2 separate regions of the Capra hircus genome follow, and region 1 is linked to region 2. The links are chromatin contacts, called in public Hi-C maps. All regions are on one chromosome and are shown on one strand. The core of a region is the stretch at or near the end of the contact, and the rest is flanking DNA. Distances in the headings are between cores, read along the strand shown. Region 1 overlaps CPSF4L (putative cleavage and polyadenylation specificity factor subunit 4-like protein). Region 2 overlaps SDK2 (protein sidekick-2).

Evidence for each region. A called contact is a pair of places that touch in the nucleus more often than the background predicts.
Region 1: a contact with region 2 is called in a Hi-C map of blood, with 4 times the contacts expected there. The contact joins two enhancer-like sites. A contact is called at or near these places in 3 of 5 Hi-C or Micro-C datasets (blood and liver).

What each region holds. Positions count from the first base shown.
Region 1 is chr19:57,262,908-57,266,662 of ARS1.2, reverse strand. CPSF4L (putative cleavage and polyadenylation specificity factor subunit 4-like protein) reads right to left here. Exons shown (of 8, transcript XM_018064031.1): 5 at 2,209-2,240; 6 at 2,105-2,207. Among named protein-coding and RNA genes, the nearest start is that of CPSF4L, 14 kb to the right of the region's middle. Within about 2 kb of position 2,087, at least 1 of the 5 cell types and tissues checked has an H3K27ac peak or open chromatin away from gene starts, as enhancers often do.
Region 2 is chr19:57,178,887-57,182,654 of ARS1.2, reverse strand. It overlaps SDK2 (protein sidekick-2), which reads right to left. Exons shown (of 45, transcript XM_018063889.1): 39 at 3,650-3,768; 40 at 970-1,095. Among named protein-coding and RNA genes, the nearest start is that of CDC42EP4, 44 kb to the left of the region's middle. Within about 2 kb of position 2,359, at least 2 of the 5 cell types and tissues checked have an H3K27ac peak or open chromatin away from gene starts, as enhancers often do.

The sequences.
Region 1 (3,755 bases), core at 838-3,337, 84 kb before region 2:
AAGAAAAAAGAAAAAAGCCTGCAACTTAGCGCTTTCCAGGGCCAAAAGGAACACCACAATGTCAATTCCACTGGTTTCCAAACAGGTCTATTCTATACCTCGGGCTTCTGCAAAGCAAGGTCTCGCCTGAGCCCGAAGAACGCCATGGCTGCCCCAGAATTCAACCCCCGCCCTTTCGCAGTTCTCTCATTTCGCAAAGGAGGACACCGTGGCTCAGAGAGGAGAGACCCCGCGTCCACACTGTGTGCTTGCAGCTGTCCGCGTGGGCTCTCTGCACAGCGCTCCCTCTGGGCTCCAGCCTTCGGAAGAAGGGAGGTGACCCCCCTCCCCCCGACCCCGGGACTGGCGAGCAGGGGCAGAGGCGGCCTTTTCGGCGCCGCCCGGTGCGGCTGTCCGTTCCTCTGTCCGCCAGCAGGTGGCGCCCGCACCCCGCCTGCCGTCGGCCGGGCCGCAACGGCTGGTACGTTTGCGACGGGCACTCATCCACTTACAGGGCCAGGACCCCCGCTTCCTAGCTCCTTTCAGCGGCCCTTTCCCGCTGCTACATCTCCCCAACAATAGTTTTTAAGTAAAACTATTCCTTCCAGTAAGACCGATAATTACACTTCGATATGCACAGTATATCTAATAGAGATATTCATTCATTTGCTCCAAGAGCCAAAAAAGAAAAAAACCTGGCTTACACATCACAACCCTGGTGTCCACACAGGCCCTCACGCTGGGGATTGCTCCAGGGCAGACAGGGACCTGGTCCTGTTCCCAAGCCAGGCCCAGCACAGCCCCCAGTCCCCCAAGGAAACCAGGCAAGGTTAATTAAAAGAATAAAGAGTCGTTTAAGCTTATGACCAAGGGGGACCAGGCTCCGGATAAACTCGGTCCTTTCCTACAAGGAACGCAGCCCTCACGAACTGCGCCACTGGCCGGGAGGGGCAGGAAACAGGATTTGAGCCTGAGGGAAGCTCTTGTTGACCCTGAGAGGGGGCGCCTTCTTCCTGGATACCCAGGACTCCCCCGACCCCATCAACACTAACGAGGAACAGCTGCCCGCAGCCCGCTGACATCTCAAAGCCCAGCCGCCTGGCTCAGAGGTGTCCCTGGAGGCTGGCCCCTCTCCCTCCGAATCCCCCTTCCGAATACAGTGTGAAAACCACTGGACTAGATAATCCTTAAGGCTTCTTCCAGCTCTGAAAAGCACTGAACTGTGAAAGTTTATCGGGAAAGCTAAGGCCTGAAACCCATGCACAGATCCCGTTCTTAAAGGAGGCGGTGGCTTCCCCCTGCACGGCCCCTCGGACGACCAGAGAAAGATGGGTCAGAGGGAGGGGACACGCGGGTCCACAGCTGACCACACAAGGTCCCTGCAGGGGCCGAACTTCTGAAGCTTGTGACTGCCCCTTCAGTGACGCTGTGGTAGTTTAGTCGCTCAGTTGGGTCTGACTCTTTGCCGCTCCATGGACTGCCCCATCCTCTGTCCATGGGATTTCCCAGGCAAGAACACTGGAGTGGGTTGCCGTTTCCTTCTCCAGGGGATCTTCCCAACCCAGGAAACGAACCTGGGTCTCCTGCACTGCAGGGGGATTCTCTACTGACTGAGCTAGGACAGGAGCACCCAATCAGTGATGCCAGTTTTCCGTTTAGGGAAGCGATGTGAAGCTGTCTTCTGAAGGAAGTGAAAAATAGCGAGACAGTTGAAAGAGGAGGCAATGGGGCAGGTGCATCCAGCCTCACCGTGAAAGTGTGGGCTGTTTGGGAAACACTGGCTCCGACCCTCCCTGGGGCTCCAGATACTGCCTCCTTTCCAGACAGCCTGTGTGGCTGTGTGATTAGCCGGACAGGGCAGGGTAACAATTCGGCCTTTGATTCCCGCCCCACCCTCCCCTTCCCTGGGGCGGGGCGGGGGTGGGGAGGATGGGCTTCGTGTGCCTGAGTCTGGCAGGGCAGTGGAGCAGGGCTCAGAAGACAGGTCCGATTTTTCTAGAGGGTTGGAGAAGCAGGGTGGCCTGGGCTGCCACCTGGGATGCTCGAGACCTCCTTTGGGGGCCCTTCCCAAACCTCCTTCCCCTCCCTCGGGGCGGGGGGCAGCACAGGAAGGGGCATCGCCCACCGGACTTGAAGAAGTGGCCCTCGGGCATCCTGGCAACATCGTACTGGTGCAGGAACTTGCACTGGTCACCCTTCTTGCACGCCACCCGCTTCTCCCTGCCCCCCGCCTCGGTCGTGCCGCAACGGGCACAGCTTCCCTGGGGACCCAGAGCACCTGGCTGGGGGCTCCATGCACCCAGAGCCTGGCCCATCTCAGCCCTAGCAGGAGGTACTGGCGTCCCTTCCCCTGGCAGAGGCTAGAACTGGGGGCCAGAGATGGCTTAACAGCCCCCAGCCCTCTCTGCCCGACATGATGCTCTGGCCCTTCTCGAACCGCAAGAATGCCCCCCCACAAAGCACCCATCACACCCCATCCCCTCCAGCCTGACTTTGCAGGGGTGAGGCTGGGGGTAGGGGGGTGTATGGTTTCCAGCCCTGGTCTCTCCAGCCCCCAACCCAGCAAGGTCCCAGCACAAAGGAAGAACTCGTTAAGGGCCTGCGGAACCCATGTCTTAAAAAATAATACAAACGCTGTTTCCTGATTCCGGAGATCTAAGGTGGTGACGTGAGAGCCAACCTTGTAACAATTCAGAAGGAAATGGAAAGGTTATATTTCGCTCTTTGTCGGTCTTCGTTCAGGCTGTCTTGCCATCGGCAGGAAAGATACCCCTCAGTTTCTAAACAGGACCAGTGTTGTGCTGAGCCAACTCTCTGGTAGCATTTTTGGGGTGCTGGGGAGGTGTTCCTTCTGATGGTCTTACTCTCCACCTCTGGCCATTGGCTCACCTGGCTCTGACCTTTCAGACCTAAGAACACTTTTATTTCTTTGCAAGAGGGTATCTCTGTGAAACCCTGCTCTAGAGACTGGATGGACCAAGCTGAGGATTCAAAGCCTGGAGTAACCAACCAGTTCATTTCTCCTCCTCACCCCACTGTCCAGGGCTGCCCCAAACATAAACTAGTCACATGGCCACACGGGCTCCCGGTCCCCTGCCTGGCCTCCCAGCTTCCCCAGAGCAGAATCACTTGGATCCTAAAAGCAGGTCCTAAACTCATTCCGAGTTTCTCAACCCGGCTCTCTAGAGGAGACCCCCAAACCGGAGGCAAGGCTTCTGGGGGCAACTGGATTTCTACAGGAAGAGCCCATGAGTGGTTCAGAAGCCAAAAGATGGGAACCCCTGATTTATGTCAGCCCCCCCTCACAGAATGTCTTCACTGGGGGAGAGGGGTTTGGAAGAGTGCACGGTTGGGCCCCATTGGGGAGAGGGAGACATGTTTCTGAGACTGCAGCCTGAGCTTTCTTAGGACACAGGAATGGAGGGGGCCGCTGAACAGGTCCCAGATTAACTCAGAGGGTCAGGAAGGAAAACCCTCTCCTGGCCAGGGGAGAATTATGAACTCAGGGGCCTCCTGGGAGCAAACACGTGACACCCACAAACACTCCCACCTACAGCTGGGCAGAAAGAAGGGACTGTCTCCTTGCAGGCAGCCGTGCCTGCCCTAATGGATGCTATGCAGTCAGGGACATCCCTGGGAGGTGGTGGGTAGCCCCCTTGATGGCCCCACCCACTTGCCCTTTGCCCTGAGAATGAACTCATGCCCTTCCTACCTCCCCTTCCTCACGTGCAAATCCAGCACCCCAGTCCCAGCCAAGCTGAACCCTTGCCAGCCCT
Region 2 (3,768 bases), core at 1,110-3,609:
CCCGGCCAAGTCAGCAGCCGGCCCTGGAGGGCCAGGGAGGGACCATCTGGAGTGAGGAGGGAGCCAAGGCTGCCTGTACGTTCCGGCTACACATTGGATCTGAGCTGCTGGACATAATAGCTGTTTACATGATATTTGTGACTGCGATTATTAGCCCAAGATTAAGGCAATGACCGGGTGCTGGCGGCTTCCTGGAACTGCTGGAGTGAATTATTTGCTATCGAGATGATTAGCGCTCAGCCACCCTGTGGTACCAACCACGTCGCTGGGATGTGCCAATGGCCTCATTAGAAGTATTAGCTCCCAAGATGCCAGCTTCCCAATTAGCATTTGCTGCTTGTGCGGGAGCAACACAGTCTTCTTTTTGCCTTTCTTTCTCATCTTGGGTTACCTAGTCACGCATCCGTGGAACATCGAGAACAAGCCTCCAGCCTGCACTAACTCTGGCACCTCTGATGAACCGGAAACCTAGCAACGGAGGGAGCGGGAAGAGGCGCTCGAGGGGCCAGCGCGGGTGTCGCTGTGACCCGTCAGTGACTTATCCAGCCTCGCCTGATGCCTTCAGAGGTTCTCATGATTCGATTTCAGGCTCGAGAGGAGAGCCCAGGACGTGATGGGTACTGTGGCGAGAGCCGGGAGGCAGAGATGGCCCTCAAAGGCACGCTGGTTCTCCAGGGGACGGCCAGCCTCCTCGTGGGGCTTTGGTCAGTGGGGTCGCGTGGAGGCGATGGGCGTTTAGCCAATGGGAGCCCAAACCTTCGTTCCTCTGGCTTCTTGGATGACCCCCCTGACTCGAGCTGGTCCTCACCCGGCGATAAGCCCTGTTCTCCAGGGCCTCCAGGGTGAGCCTTAACTAGGGTGCGAGTCCCGTGTCCCACCTGCCACAGGGGCCCCCCTTGCTTCCCCCGGCAGAGCACAAGCGCCTGGTCACGCGATGACCCCCAGCCGGCTCAGCCTGGGCGGACGTACCTGAAGGCCGAGCCTCGAGGACGTAGCGGGTGATGGGCCCTTTGCCTGGGTCTCCGCTGGACCAGTGAATGGCAATGGCTGAGCTGTACCGCACGATGATGGGCACTCCGGGCGGGCCGGGGGCACCTGCAAGCACACACACGGTGGGCGAGGGGATGCCCCAGAGCGGGGCCAGGCACCCCGCCTGTCTCCCTGAGCTCCAGTAGGAGGATCCAAGTGCAAAGCCCCGGCCAGGGTCTCTGGAACCCCTCCACATGCCGTGCCCTCAAGAAGTGTATCCCGGCCAGGCCTGCAGGACCTGACTTACTCTCCACCAGGTCACCCACAGCCCCTGCCTTCCAGGAGAGGTGTGTGGGGTGATGCCACAAAGGCCCCCAGCTGCACTGGCTCTAAGGGCGAGGCCAGAGAGGAGGCCAAGGCCGCAGGAGGATCTGGGGCCCCTGCCACCATGAGGGAGGAAGGACCTAGCCCTGCCCCGGGGATGGGCTCTCCTGGGGTGACAGGTGCCTCAGGGGCCACTGGGGGTGCCAGCCCCAGGGCCCAGAGCACGAGGGAGGAGCTTGTTCTGTAGGCAGAGGACAGAGCCTGCTCTGTCCACAGAGCGTCCTGTGCCCCTTCCTCGCCAGGGGGCCCTGCCTTGCTGGCTCCTACGGCCCCCAGGGGCCCCGCCTGCTGTTCCCCATGCACCTGGAGCCCTGCCTCCTGGGAGCCTGGACATAGCAGGTGCTTCCTCCATGCTTGGGGGACAAGGGAGCAAAGCAGGCAGTGGGGTGTGGGCAGCAGGCTGGCCCGGGGCCTCGGGGGAAGGAGCCGAGAGCCCAGCTTCAGACTGAAGCACCTCCAGGCCCCGGGGGAGGTGACCGGCCAGATGGCAGGCCAGGGGCTCACCTCCTGAGCCTGGCGGCCCATGACCCAGCCCTGCCCACGGCCTCGGAGGGCCTCAGAGCCTGCCTGCCTGCCTGCCTGCCTTCCTTCCTTCCTCCCTTCCCGCACCAGCATCCTGCCCACAGCCCAGGACAAAGGTGGAGGGCCTGGGGCCTGTGGGACGCTGCCCGAGGCGGGTGTGAGCAGTGGGGTGGGGCTCCCAGGACCCCAGGCTCTCACTCCCTCCAAGGCAGCACCTGGGGTGGAGTGCAGCTGTCATCCAGACTAGAAGCTTCCAGCCCACCCGCGGAGCTGGCCTGGAGGGAAGAGGGTGCCAGGCTGCACGTCCACTGACCCCTCCTCCAGCGGGCACAGCGCGGCGCTTTCTCAGAGCCTGTTCCTTCATGCTTCCTCCCCGCCCCCCACCCAACCCCGACACTTCAGGCCTCAGGTTAGAACACCGTGTCCTCCAGGCGGGCCTCTCCAGGCCCCCCCGCCCCTGCTCTGTCCCCCTGGTCCCCCGCCAGCTCCCTTCCTGCTTTTGTTTCCCTGGGAAGCGGCTCAGGTGAGAGGCGCCTGCCTGCCTGGGGAGGGGCTGGGGGCAGGTGGGAGGGCAGCTCCCTGGCAAGCTGCCCGCTGCGGCCCTGCAGGCTGTGTTCCAACCCTGGGAGCCTTGGGAGCCAGACTGCCCTTCTCCAGAACCAGAGGCGGGGAGAAAGCTCCCAGTAGGAGAGTGAAGGGTGGCCGCCTGGAACCCGCTTCCACTGGGCAGCAGAGGCCGCCCGGCCGGGTCAGCCCCTCCAAGCTCAGGGAGGCGGGCAAGGAGGATGCGGAGGAGGGGCTTCAGGGGGAGCATGGTGGGGGGCTGTGTATGTTCTCGGTGGGGGCGGGGGGACAGGAATCCAGAGAGTCTGGGAGGCGGCCTCTACATCAGGAGAGGACATCCAGCATGAAAGAGGCCCTGGGGGGCTAAGCCTCAGCCTCAAGAAGAAGAGTTCCCCCAGCCTGAGGACGACCCCAGGGAGGGTCACAAAGCCCAGACGAAGCTACTCTTTCTTCCCTGGTCCCCAGTGCGCCCCATCACCCCGGGACCAGCACACAGGGCCTGGCCTGCCCCCTGACGCTGCCCCTCTGTCCCCTGTCTAGGGAGCATGGGGCCAGCAGGCTTCCCTGGACCCGGTTCCACACCTGCAGACCCCCAGAGCCCTGGTTCTCACAGCAGGTACCTGAGAGCCACTTGGGCTCTTTCGTTCAAATGCACATCCCCAGGGATGCTCGGGCCCCAGGAATCAGCATTATCACGAGAACCCCAGGGGTTCTGACATCAGTGTCTCCTTGAGAAATGCTCTGATGGCACAGGTGACCCCTGCAGCCCGACTGGCCCTCCCTCACAGCTGGCCACCCCACCCCTCCTCTGCCTCAGCCGCCGTCAGAATCCTACGGAATGCTGGTCTCTTTTCCCACGCGTCCATACAAATGCCGCTCCCCGTGCGGTGTTCTGGAATCGCTGCCTTTGTTTATTTTGTTTTTAAATTTAAAAAATTGTTTTTAATTAATTTATACGGCTTCACTGGGTCTTAGTTGCGGCAGGCAGGATTTTGATCTTAGCTGCGGCATATGAACCCTCAGGTGGGGGCCTGTGCGATCTAGCTCCCTGATCAGGAATGGAATCTCCTGCGTTGGGAGCGAGGGGTCTTAGCCAATGGACCATCAGGGATGTCCCCCCTTTAAGTGCCCCTCTTCTCCTCCCCGATCCTTCCCCTCAGGCCCACCCCACGTCAGAAGGGGGCCCCACACCCACCCAAGGCTCCCCTACCTTCTCCAGGGCCTGTGGTGACGTTGGCTTCGATCTCAGGCCCGTAGGTGAAGGTCTTGGCTCTGATGCGGAACCTGTAGGTCATCCCCTCCGCCAGGTCCTTCACCTTCAGCCACAGG